2 separate regions of the Mus musculus genome follow, and region 2 is linked to region 1. A link is a contact called in public HiChIP or PLAC-seq data. All regions are on one chromosome and are shown on one strand. Each heading gives the region's core, a stretch centred on a gene start, on an enhancer-like site or on the middle of the called end of the contact. The rest is flanking DNA. Distances are from core to core; before and after follow the strand shown.

Region 1 (6,162 bases), core at 1,681-4,180:
TGGAGTTTGTTAGGCTTCTGATGGAGTAAAGTTGACCAGACATGTGAGGTCTCAGGCAGAGTGGTGGCCTGTGGTCACTCCTACAGGTGGGCGGGCCAATTACTAGCAGAAGGTACAGGCAGGACTTCTGGGTCCCTGCAGGCATGTAGGGAGATGCAAGCAGGGAGAGATGGAGTTTGTTAGGCTTCTGATGGAGTAAAGTTGACCAGACATGTGAGGTCTCAGGCAGAGTGGTGGCCTGTGGTCACTCCTACAGGTGGGCAGGCCGAGATATAATTAGCAGGTGAAGTTTAGGGCAGGTGGGAGATAAGAAATTGATAAGGGCACACTTTTCCAAGTGGGCTATAGTAGCACCCAGCAATTGTGCCAAGAAAGCAAGTTGAAAATTAACAACAGTGTGCATATCTTTTATCTGTGGGAGCTGGTAGCACAGCCCATTCCCTGAGCTTGGGTTGGGTGGCGAAAGCCTACACACAGCAACTCTCCAGATGACTATTTCTAAGAAGGGAACAGTTCTGTGGTACTCTGAAGAACTAGGAAGGGGCTCCAGACAAAAGCAATGGTGTGAACTGGTCCTGGGTCGGAAGTGCAGTAAAACATCCAGGTGGCTGGAGCAGAAAGAGTAAGAGGTAGACATGCAGGTGGCAGAGCTTTCCTACCACAATAAGGAGTCTAGGCCTTATCCTCCATGCTGCTAGAAAGCACTAAATGGCTGTTTTTAAATGACACCCAGGGTTGCTGAGGGACAGGACAGACTGATGGCATCATGCTCACTTGGGAGCTATATCAAATGCAAAATCATTGTCCCTCTCAAACCTAGATTAAGAATCTACACAAGGCCCAAGGACATTCATTCCCATATTTTAGATGCACTTAAGCTGGGAAGACATGGCAGTTTGACTGAGAGATTAAACAGTTTGACTGAGTTTGACTGAGAGATTAAAAAAAGGAAGGCAGGGCTACCACACAGGGAGTCATGACATCTGGGTTTGGGTTGGAACTATAAGCTTGCCTCAGAGTTTACCATGTAGAGATGATGGCTGGATGGATGCAGCCTGTAACCCTAGTGTCTGGCAGCAGACTTAATGTGAGGCAGAACCCTGGAGAGCTCCTAGAAGCCAAGATTGGAGGAGAAAGTTGTGCAGGCCTTAACTGACATCAGTGGATGGTGTTTTATGATGCTGGAGCGTCTTTCATTACCCAAAGTTCTGTCTATCCCAAATGATGAAAAAGACTTGGTGTCTGAGCAGAGCTGCATACTTCAGTAAAATTATTTCCGAGGAAGGCCAACAGGCAGAGGTGAAGGGGTACAGAGAAGGAAGCACCCTTCTCGATGTTGTTTGCTTGCAAAGATCTTCTTGATCTTGCAACAAGAGCTTAACTTTGTCCCAGATTCAGGGATTGAGACCCAAAACAGAAACTTCCAGAACATTAATGACAGTGATGATCTTGATCATGGAAAATCATCAGAACGTGGTGAGGGATGGAGAGATGAGGAGTCAGAGCTCCTCAGTGCTACCAAAGCCCTCTGACCACTCCCATCTGTCTCAACCAGAGCTGTGTGTAGCAAATGGTGATTCTACTAATATTCCATAGACTCTAGGAGAGACCACGTGTGCTATTCCCATGGAGCTGATGGGAAGGGAGGCAGGTGTGTAAGGACTGGAACAACTGGAGTTTCACACACTGTTGGTGAAACTGACTATGAGAAAAGAGACTGCCCTGTGTGACAGTGTCTTATGGAGTTAAGCAGTTTCCTGCCATATGAGTTAGCAAGGCTAGGGAAAATACACCTTCATAAATTCTTACATAAATCCCCATAGCAACCCTACTCATGATAGACCAAAAAATAAAATAAAGAAAAAAGAAGCCAAATGTCCTATTCAACTACAGAAATAACCTAATGTACTTTGTGCAATGGGAAATTACTCCCCAATAAAAAAATTTTTAAATGTACCATGGATCCAAGCAATAACAAGAGCAAAAAAAAACTCAGATCCAGGGCCTGGAGAGATGGCTCAACTGTCAAGCATGTTGCTCCTTTATGAGGGCCTAAGCTAGCTCCCAGCACATCCATGGAACATCTCACAAACCTATAACTCTAGCTCCAAGGGATCCAAAGACTCCCTTCTGACAGCCATAGACACTGGTGTACACACACTCACATACACACTCACATACACACTCACACATACTCACAGGCAGCACTCATACACTTGCAGCACTCATACACTTGCGCACATACAACATACTGATACATGGAGAAATCTTTTTTTAAAAAGCATCCAGAAAAAGAATACATGGTGTACAGTGTCATCTATATGAAACTTTCAAGAAGGCTAAATTCACCTATTATGATGGGAGTCAGGCCTATTGCTGTCTATAAGATGGAGCAGGATTGAAAAGAAAGAGACAAAGGATAACTTTGTGGGGTGACAGAAATGTTCAACGTCCTGATTAGGAGTCACACTTAACACCTAGGAGCAGATGTAAATTTTATATTAAAGAAAATCAAGTTTTAATTAGTAGCAACAAAATCCTTCTGGTCTTTGTCACATGCCTCTGTCTACAGGTAGCCCCACCCCAGATGCCTCTGTCTACAGATAGCCCCGCCCCAGATGCCTCTGTCTACAGGTAGCCCCGCCCCAGATGCCTCTGTCTACAGGTAGCCCCGCCCCAGATGCCTCTGTCTACAGGTAGCCCTGCCCCAGATATCTCTGCCTACATGTAGCCCCACCCCAGAAAATCCTGTGAGAACTACTCAGCAAACCTCGTCTGAAAAGAATGTGGCAGAGGGATGGGCAGTTTGCAGAACTCAGGGCATCTGGGTTGAGCAAAGGCTTTTGTGCAAGCTTAGAACAATGCCTGTAATGTTGTAGCCATGAAGTTATAACACCCCCACAGGAGCCTTGTGTCGCTGAAAGGCTCATTCAGAGTGGGCTCACATCTCCAGCCAAGCTGCAGTGCCTGATGGATTGCTCAGCTGCTCTTGCAGGCAGTTCTGGTCTCAATAGCAACTGGGGGAGGGAAGGAACATTCCAGACTTCTGGGTAGAAAAAATTCAGTCCAGTATAAAGAGCTCCAAATGAACAACCAGAGAACAAGACCATAACATACTGAGGGGACTTGCTTCTCCTCCTGTCATATGCTCTGTCCTAGCTGAGCTTAGAGTGGATTACCTCGACCACTGACTCCATTCATTGTGGACCCTGGGCTGTGCCTGCATTTGGAATGCTGAGGAATGTAGATGCAAGCAGACCTGTATCCTGAGTGACTCAGATGGGAGCTGCTGAGCTCCTATCAGGCTTCAGTCAGTTTGAGCTCTCTGAAAGGAAAATGATCAGGAATAATGACAATTCTCATTCTGCAAACAAGGAAATCAGACTCAGAAGACAATGGAAGAGATAGTCCAGGCCACACGGGAAGCTGCAGATCTGAGTTCTGAGTTCAGGCACTCTGTTTCTGAGTTCTGTGTTCTTTTTGACAAACAATATGACTAAGATAGATATGAGCCTTCCCCCCACTGTAAATGTTTGCCTTCTGTCTGAAAGATGCCGGGAAATCATAAGCACAGGCCTGGGAGGGAAGGATGACGATGAGCACCAGGCTGTGCCAGGCCTGAGGACTGCTCTCAGGCTAGTACTGGCAGCCTCTGAGTGGGCATGGAAGTAGAGGCATGGCTCAGACTGGGATTCCACATCCACAGTGTTGTCATAGGTGAGTAGCTGGGGGCAGGGATGTCTAGCCAAGCAGCTACTGTGTGTGTGTGGGGGGGTGTAATTTAGGGACATTTAGGGACTGCAGGTGTAATTGGTTTGTAGAATGTTTGTCTTGGGCTCAGTCCCCAGGACCACAAAAGCTGGGAACACCTGGAATTCCAATACTTGTGAGGTAGAGAGGAGAAGATCCAGAATCCAAAGTCGGCTTCAACTACACGGTGAATTTTAGGCTAGCCTGGGCTATTTAAGACCCCCATCTCAACAAAACAACAGCAAACAAACAAACAGAACAATGAAAAACGAGAAATTAATTTCTTGACATTCTGGAGGCTATAAGCTGAAGCCCAAGGTGCCGGCATACAGGAAGCTTCACCGTACAGTGTTCTTGCATGGTGGAAGACAGAAGGGAAATTGAAAAACAGGTAGACACCATGCCCTCTCTCATAAGGGACAAAGCAGAAGAAAGCACATCCAGCCTTACAGACTCTTTATGTCTGTTTACTTGTTTTAATTTCAGAAGGAAAGCAGAACCTCCTAAGGCCTATCTATGAGCACCAGCCTACTCACGAACCACTTTCTGCCACTTGATATTCATGGCCATGGCCATCCAAGAGGCATCCTTCAGGGTAGCTGAAATCTAAACGTTTGTTAAGTCAAGGAGGCTGTTTCCCTGAAGGCTGCCTCAGCTCTTGGATAGTTTTAGGACAACAAGCCTGCTACCTGTGTTTAGAGCTCTCTTGAGCTCTGATTCTTCACGTATCTACCCAAGTTAGCGAGTCAGAATTCTAGGAACTTCCTTTCTACCTTGTCCCTTGGTTCTAGAAACCAGACCTCAGTCAATCTGTCAGTCATCTCGTAACAATAAATAAGCAGCAAATGTGGACTCCCTCAGTTCTCCTTGGGGCTTCCCGACCTTTGACCCAGATCATTTATGCTCCTTCTGGTATCCCTCAGGTTCTCTGTGGCTGAGTCAAACATTGACTTCATCAAATGACCAGAAATATACATACTGGTGATTCTAAACACTGAGATAGAAATAAATTGGAGTGCAGTACTAACTCTTACTCTGTGTCTAGTTCAGATGAACAAAGTATTTTGTAAGATGTAAATAAGTTAAAAGGAACGCCGGACCTCTGCAAGGGCAACTAAGCCAAAGTCTTACTTCCTTGTTCCTCCAAATACATAGGGAGCAATTCTGAATTCAACAATATTGGATTATTCTGTTTCCTTGGTAACCTGAAGTTCTGCCCTAGCTGACAATCAAAGACTGCAGAGGCTCCAATTTTCTTCTAAGTCTAAAAATGCTCATTCTATGAATATCTAGGGTTCAGGAGAGCATACTAGAGGGAGGCTGGTAAAAAAGTAAGACTATTAACTTCAGGAAGAGGGAGCAGAACAAAGTTATCTGCTGGTCAGTCTCCTGGATCTGTGGGAAAGACAGGTGACGATTCTTCCATGGCACACACAGTATGCTATGACGACTCTTCAGTGGCACATATAGTATGCTAGGAGAACTGTCTAAATATGAATCCAAAACTAACATATCAGAAGACAAGGCCGGGCTGGAGAGATGGCTCAGTGGTTAAGAGCACCGGCTGCTCTTCTAGAGGTCCTGAGTTCAATTCCCAGCAACCACATGGTGGCTGACAACCATCTGTAATGGGATCTGATGCCCTCTTCTGGTGTGTCTGAAGACAGTAACAGTGTACTCATACATAAAATAAATAAATCCTTAAAAAAAGAAGAAGAAGACAAGGCCATGTCCCAGCCCATCTAGTTACCTGAAGCACGGTGGCGCACACATATTGTCGAAAATGGCCTTTTTTAAAGGGCGTGATCTGCACATTTTAAGAGTATTGCTGTTACATCTCTGGGAAATCATTTTTTTGGGGGGGTCTGGAACGGACTCCCATGATATATGGCAATCTATGGCTGCATCATCCCATTAGGGGCTTTGAGCCTTGACGTGCAGACCAGGAGTAAGGTTGATGTGTGAATAGTCAGAGCATCTACAAGGAAACAATCCAAGAAGGGCTTGAAAACCCCAGAAACCGTAATGTGACAGGTTGTCCTTCATGCAGGATGAAGTGCAGAGTCCGTCCTCAGCACCACCTGAAAGTGAGGTGAACTTTTGGTAAGCTCTAAGAGATGGATGGTGTCCACCATGCACCGATTTGAAACTCAGTTTATTCAGGTTAGTTTGTCCTTTGGTGCAGATGTTTCTATAAAGAGTCTGGAGCTGGGCATGGTGGCACACACCTTTAATCCCAGCACTCGGGAGGCAGAGGCAGGTGGATTTCTGAGTTTGAGGCCAGCATGGTCTACAGAGTGAGTCCCAGGACAGCCAAGGCTATACAGAGAAACTCTGTCTCAAAAAAACAAAAAAACAAAAAAACAAAAAAAAAAAAAAAGAGTCTGGAAGAAACTTGTCCATCTGTATCAT
Region 2 (6,162 bases), core at 945-3,444, 870 kb before region 1:
TGTTCTGAGACATAAGGACCAAGATAACCTAAGCCATTCTTACTCAGGGCATCTATCATTTATAATAAATGCACCTCAATTAAAACAACCTCCTATTTCAAAAGCAATACAGACTGAGGTCATTATCTCGCCCCTCCAGCCATGCATCTCTAAATCCTTAGCATGTGTAGTGGTTTGAGTAGCTATGGCCCCATAGACTCATGTGTTTGAAGGCTTGGGCTATAGGGAGTGGCACTATTAGGAGGTGTGGCTTTGTTGGAGTGGGTGTGGCCTTGTTGGAGGAAGTGTGCCACCATGGAGGCAGGCTTTGAGGTCTCCTATGCTCAAGCTATATCCAGTGATACAGTCTCCTTCAGCTGCCCATTGATCTGGATGTAGAACTCTTAAACCTCCTTCCCAAGGACCGTGTCTGCTTGCATGCTGCCATGCTTCCTACCATCAGAATAACTGACTAAACCTCTGAAACGGTAAGCCAGCCCTAAGTAATGCTTTTCTTTATAAGACTTGCTTTGGTCATAATAGCAACAAAATCCTAAGACTAAGGGGGTAACAGGCTTAAGGGCCATTTCCTGTCTCTCACTGGACCTACATCCCTGCTCTGATCTAGGCCAGTTGGAGCACACAGAAGGTTAAGAAATCACCCCTCCCTAACAGAGTGTTCATGAAAGCAAGGGGGAAAGTCTATGGCAGGAACGGCAGGCAGTCCTCTCTCCTTACCAGAGAGGTCTCTAATTTGTACAGCTGTGTGCAGTTGTCTCAACATGTAACCACCTGTATCAGTTTTTGCCATTGTAGGAACATGTTGAAACAGGAAAAAAGGAGATAAGTTGAAACCACTCTAAAACATAGCTGTTTGCTTCATAAAGTTCTTGGGAGAGTCCATAACTCAAGGACTAGAAAAGGCCGTGGTACTGGCCAGGTCTTTACATAATGATTGGGGACCAACTTTCAAATGTCATTGGGTGACAAATGTGAACTCATATTTTGATTGCTATTCAATTTGTGCTAATACATAAAGAGAAAGAAGCAGGTCTGAAAAGCTGGCTGGAATGAGTTGATGGACTCACCTGATTGGTCAAAACAGTTATTTGTGCTGGAAGAGAGTAACGGGGTGGGGGAAAGGGAGGGAAGGGGAAAGAAGCATTATGTAGTATTTCTTTAGTTGTGAATAGTTGTAGTTTCTATTAGTCTCAGAGAGAAGAATTCAACTTTAAAACTCTGGTTCTGAGCAGCCAGGGGAGAAAGCAATTAGAGGGAAACAGGAAATTATAACAAACTGTTCAGTGGCGGGAGACAGAGTGAACAATGCAGTCCTTAAAGGGTTTTTTCCTGTCAGGATAAACAGCTCTTTCTTGTGTTTGGTTATACTTTAACCATGATACAAAGGGAGACAGAGAACTGGTAATCTGATACCAAAATTAATTTCTGGAGTGATAAGGATGGAATTTAGGTTGTGGAAGGAACCACATTTAAAATTCTCCAGTGTGTATTTTAAGGTAAGGTGAGAGAGTGGTTTAGGGAAGAGGTCGTTGGATATGGATTCTGAAAGTCATGCACACAGACTCTGATGCAGTAGGAAGTGAGAATGTGTGTACAGAGAACAGCTTGTGTATTTTATGGACGAATCACCTGTCAATTAAGAAAACCTACGGCCTATAGAAAAGGGTAGACTAGAAGGTGGGACAACTGGTAGGCAGAGAGGATTCTGGGAAAGAGCCAGGTGTGGGAAGAGTTGCTGGGGAAGATGTGAGGAGGACAGATGAATGATACCTGAGCAGAGGTGACCAGCCACATGGCAGAATATAGGCTAATATAAGTGGGTTATCAGAGAAGAGCCTAGCTATATGGCCTAGATATCTGTAAATATATTTTGAGTCTGAGTGGTTATTATGGGAGCTTGGAACCAGGAGGAAAAACAAACACTTTAATAGATGACACCCAATGTGGGGCATGTTATCCAGGTTTAGAGCCTGAGAAGCCATTGGGAAGGATGGTTTAGCATACTGCTCTGTGATGGTGGGCAGGCTGCTCCGTTTGGTGTGGTTGGCCACAGAAGCCAGTGAACAGTGGAGGCAAAAAAACATGAAGAGGCTGAGTATGGAAATACAGGCCTCTTATCCCTCCAAGGTGCACCATGGCCATCTTCTAGGGAGAGCAGAGGCCTGTATGAGGCAGTAGAGTGAGGAACCAGAGCCTCAAGGCACAGCCCCACAGGAAACACTTCTCATGTTGCATGCTGCTCTGGGGAGCCAGTGCTCTGCTGGGTGGAAGGTATGACTCATGCTGAGGCTTATGGGAAATTCAGCACCCCAGTCCAGGCCCACTGAGCCCCCATCCTGATGCTTGATGACAGGTGGCAGCCCAGCCAAATGTGGCAGGGCAAGTGGGCACCAAGAATACCCATGGGTGCCCTTGGGTGAAGGCCTGAACCCTCACAGAAGCACAGCAGGTGGGAGTGGCCTGTCTAGAACTGGCAGGAGGCAAAGCCAATGGGACAACCTTCTGAACTGAGCTGAGAGGGTGGAGCTGGCCACTACAGATACATGCTAGTCCGAGGAGCCTGGAAATGTGCAGAAGGACAGAGGAGCACTTACCCTGAGCTGCAATAGGATTGAAAAGCCACAGACATCTGAGCAGGTAAGGTATTGAGTTTAGAAAACTATAAAAGAGAAGGGAAACTGAATTAAAAAAGAAAGAAAGAAAGAAAGAAAAACTATTTGGTTTAAAGATAAGAGGGTGAAGTCCTTAAGAAAAATTTTAGAGAATAAAAAAAAAAGAAATATATTTTCTATGTCAAGAAAATGGAAACACAGGGACTTCCGGGGTTGGTCAGAGGAAGAGAGGAAGCAGGAGAAGGGTTTTTTGACAGAGACAGGGAAAGGACAAGATCTGGCTACTAGTGTCTCCCAGTTTAGATAGTGAATCTGCCAGGATTTGCCACAGGAGGATTTACATTTAATAAAGCTTACAAGATTAGAATTCTCGTTGTTGTAGTCAGTGATTGAGTTACCATTGTTTCTGAACTAACTTTGTGTTGTTTTCCTTCATGTGGTGGCTCGGCGGTGTTCCAGAGAGAGAGAAAGGTATGGCAGCAAAGCATGGGTTTGCCTGATGTGTCCCCCAAAAGGATGTAGGAGTTTTGAAGCACGGGGCTGGTGTGGTAGTGACCTGCCAGTGGGAACTTATCTGGGTGGAGAGATTTTGGAGCTCTGAGTCAGAGAGACTTGCCCACCAGTGCTTGACTGGCCATAGCATGGCAAGGTTCCTTTTTATTGCTTCCCACAACATGTGGTAAACCAACGTGTTAGGCAAGAATCCACTAGAAATTTAAGATTATTAGCCTGAGAGTTAGAGTTTTATTTTCTAAGTGAGAGAAAGGTGGTGCTGGGATGATGAGTCATGTGTACTTAAGCGAGGGAGCCTTGAAACAAACAAAAAAAAAAAAAAAAAAGAGGGCTCTGAGGTCCCCTGCTGTGGAAAGAGACAAGATGGCTGCTCTGAGTCAGAGAGCTGGAGAATGGAAGCTGCCTTTATCTTGGGGCAGATATTGATTTAACTGTGAATTTATAACATTGGGATTATTTGCTTTTAGGATAGATTTATATACAGATTTTGTTTAAATCATGTGGGGAATTTCACCTGTGGTTCAGAGCTAGGATAGGGAAAATTAGTCACTGACTCCAAGTAGAGAGAGCAGTGATAACTGCCTGCTATGAACAGATATTAATTATTAAAAGTCTGTGACTACAGGTAGAGAGTTCAACAGATAGGTATTATAACAGGTATTAATAAAATAAATGTCTGTGGCTCCAGGTAGAGAGCCCAAGCAATAGATGTTATAACAAGATGGCTGCTCTAGGTGGAGAGCTTAACAAGTAAAAACTACCTGCTTCCTATAGGCAGATATTAATGAAAGTTTGAATTAATTGCTTTAAAGATGGTATAAAGATAAATTGCTCTAACAAGTGTTATAGGATACTCATATTCTGTCTAAAATGGGCTCTACGGGAATTTTGAATTTAAATCCTGGTTTGAATAGCTGCCTGCTTATAATCAAGTATAGACAGAAGTGTGAATCAATTATTTTAAAGATGGCATAGAAAGGTCTTCAAGATACCTAACTCATATTCTCTAACGTGGGCTCCATGGGAACGTTGGGTTATTATCTTGCATGACAAAATAGAAAAAGCCTAAGAATAGGCACATAATAGTATTTTAGTTTGCTTCATTTGTTTTAGATTAATTTTCAAGATGGGTGTGATTTTGAGTTTTGTGGTTATATTATCCTTCTGGGAGAGATGTCAAAATAAAGGTTTTTCTGGTTACTGGCTCAAGCATAAGCTGATTTGGGAGAAAGGTTTTGTCTTTGCATTTTTAGAGAAGGTGATTGGTGTCTATACACCTTCCAGAGTAATATGGATCAAATTTGATAGAGGGACCCCCTCCCCCCCAGGACTAGATTCCAGAGAATCAAACAAAAAGGATATCTTGATGATACTAAAATTTTGTTTTGAGATTTGTATATTACAGACTATACAGCCTTGGTGAGTCTCATCATCAGACATGCTGAACTGACCTGCTTGATCTCCTGATGTCTTGGACTTTCAGCCGGATCCAGTCAGGACACAGACATCAGAGACTGTAACAATCATTGGGGTGGCCTTCTTAAGGCCAACCAACTCCCTCATTTTTTTCTACCCTTCCTCCCCTTCAAAGATATCTCAACGCCCATATTCAGCTTGAAGAAGTTATGAAGAGTTATCATTCCAGTTCCCTGGGCTTTGGGGCTGGAAGTTGTTATTCTAAGGTTGCCTTTCTGGGGAACATAGAAATGGTCATAATTGAAACAGGGAGAATTTATTATTAGCTAGAATTTATTATGTAGCCATGATCTCATTTGGTAGAAATCTTTACAATAGTTACTAAGTTGAGTCATGATTTCTTATTTTGGTACAGGATTAATTTTGATGCAGAATCAAGTTTTCATAGATATAAATTTCTTCTATTGATACAAAAATTCTAAAACTGTAAGGCTTGGACCCAGTCCTTCTATAACTGTTATAATAAACTAATCTGAGATGTTTAAGCCTGTGAGTTAAGGGCCAAATAGCAAATTCATGGCTCTGAGTTTATTGTTAGGGTGTTTTCAGATATTTTAATTAAAAATAGCTGGGGGTAGTTAATGGACAACAGTCCACATTACTTTGCATAGATAGATGGTTTTCAAAAATGCACAGCATGTGACATTTAATGTTATTTATTCACTTGCTGTTGAGACAAATCTGCTCCTAATGTTCCCCATTTGTAAATTCGAAGAAGCAGCTGAGCATCTATACCTCCAGGTGTGGCTGGGTAGCCACTGGGCAGACATTGACTATCCCTCCTGCAGGCCTATACTGAACTTGAGAGGACACAAGTTGCAGGTTAGGACAGCTTAGTTCTGCCGAGACAGAATAAGCTAGTCCTTAACAATTCCTGTTTTTCAAGGTCTATCAGAATATCCTGGGCCAGAAGGCTGAAGACTGATTCTCCAATTTCCTGACATACTGGAGCTGTATAGGTAGGCAGTTGTCTCTGCAGTTTGTCTCAGTTCTGGAAGCGGTGTTAGGCTTCCTATATTTTCAGATAGAATTTGTCACTCTTGGATTTCTGATGGGGTTGAAAGTCTACTTATAGTCTCATAGCCAACCGAGGCTATTTAACATTGAAAAAAAATGTATTTGAGAAGATAGTTTTCAGATAGTATACAAGCTAAACTAGGACTTAACTTATGGATTTATAAGTCTTTTAAGTTACGATAGATGACAGTGTTCTATTTACTTTACAAAAATGACGGACTGAGTGTTAGTGTATCTTATACTTTATAAATTACAAAATGGTAATAGTTGTGCTCAATTTATATCTGAGATAAAAGAGTCTTTTAAGTGGACAGAAAGGGGGAAATGTTGTGGATGACTCTGGTACTGGTTGTATTGTGATGTTAATTCCACTTTCCCAGGATGGGTTGTCTGGATGAGTATTGAGTGGTGTACTCAGGTGACTTCTTGTGAACCTTCCCCTAATGAATAAAGGAACCAATCACTGGATGAGTAGGTGGGAAGCAGGAGAGGGATAGGGTTTTGTTTGTTTGTTTGTTTGTTTGCTTTTGTTTTGTTTTTTTGA

What was found. HiChIP or PLAC-seq counts read pairs in DNA pulled down with a chosen protein or histone mark.
Region 2: a FOXA1 HiChIP or PLAC-seq map of pancreatic cancer cells shows a contact between it and region 1. The contact joins two enhancer-like sites. A contact is called at or near these places in 1 of 115 datasets of contacts at active chromatin or transcription factors (pancreatic cancer cells) and 1 of 9 other capture datasets (embryonic stem cells).

The regions. Positions count from the first base shown.
Region 1 is chr15:37,028,554-37,034,715 of GRCm38.p6, reverse strand. No RefSeq gene overlaps it. Among named protein-coding and RNA genes, the nearest start is that of Gm34724, 15 kb to the left of the region's middle. Within about 2 kb of position 2,930, at least 99 of the 459 cell types and tissues checked have an H3K27ac peak or open chromatin away from gene starts, as enhancers often do. A contact at or near this core is called in pancreatic cancer cells, where this site is marked.
Region 2 is chr15:37,896,108-37,902,269 of GRCm38.p6, reverse strand. Gm35019 (a long non-coding RNA gene) reads left to right here. Exons shown (of 7, transcript XR_383951.4): 2 at 2,354-2,637; 3 at 3,072-3,083; 4 at 4,516-5,560. Among named protein-coding and RNA genes, the nearest start is that of Gm35019, 8.8 kb to the left of the region's middle. Within about 2 kb of position 2,194, at least 10 of the 459 cell types and tissues checked have an H3K27ac peak or open chromatin away from gene starts, as enhancers often do. A contact at or near this core is called in pancreatic cancer cells, where this site is marked.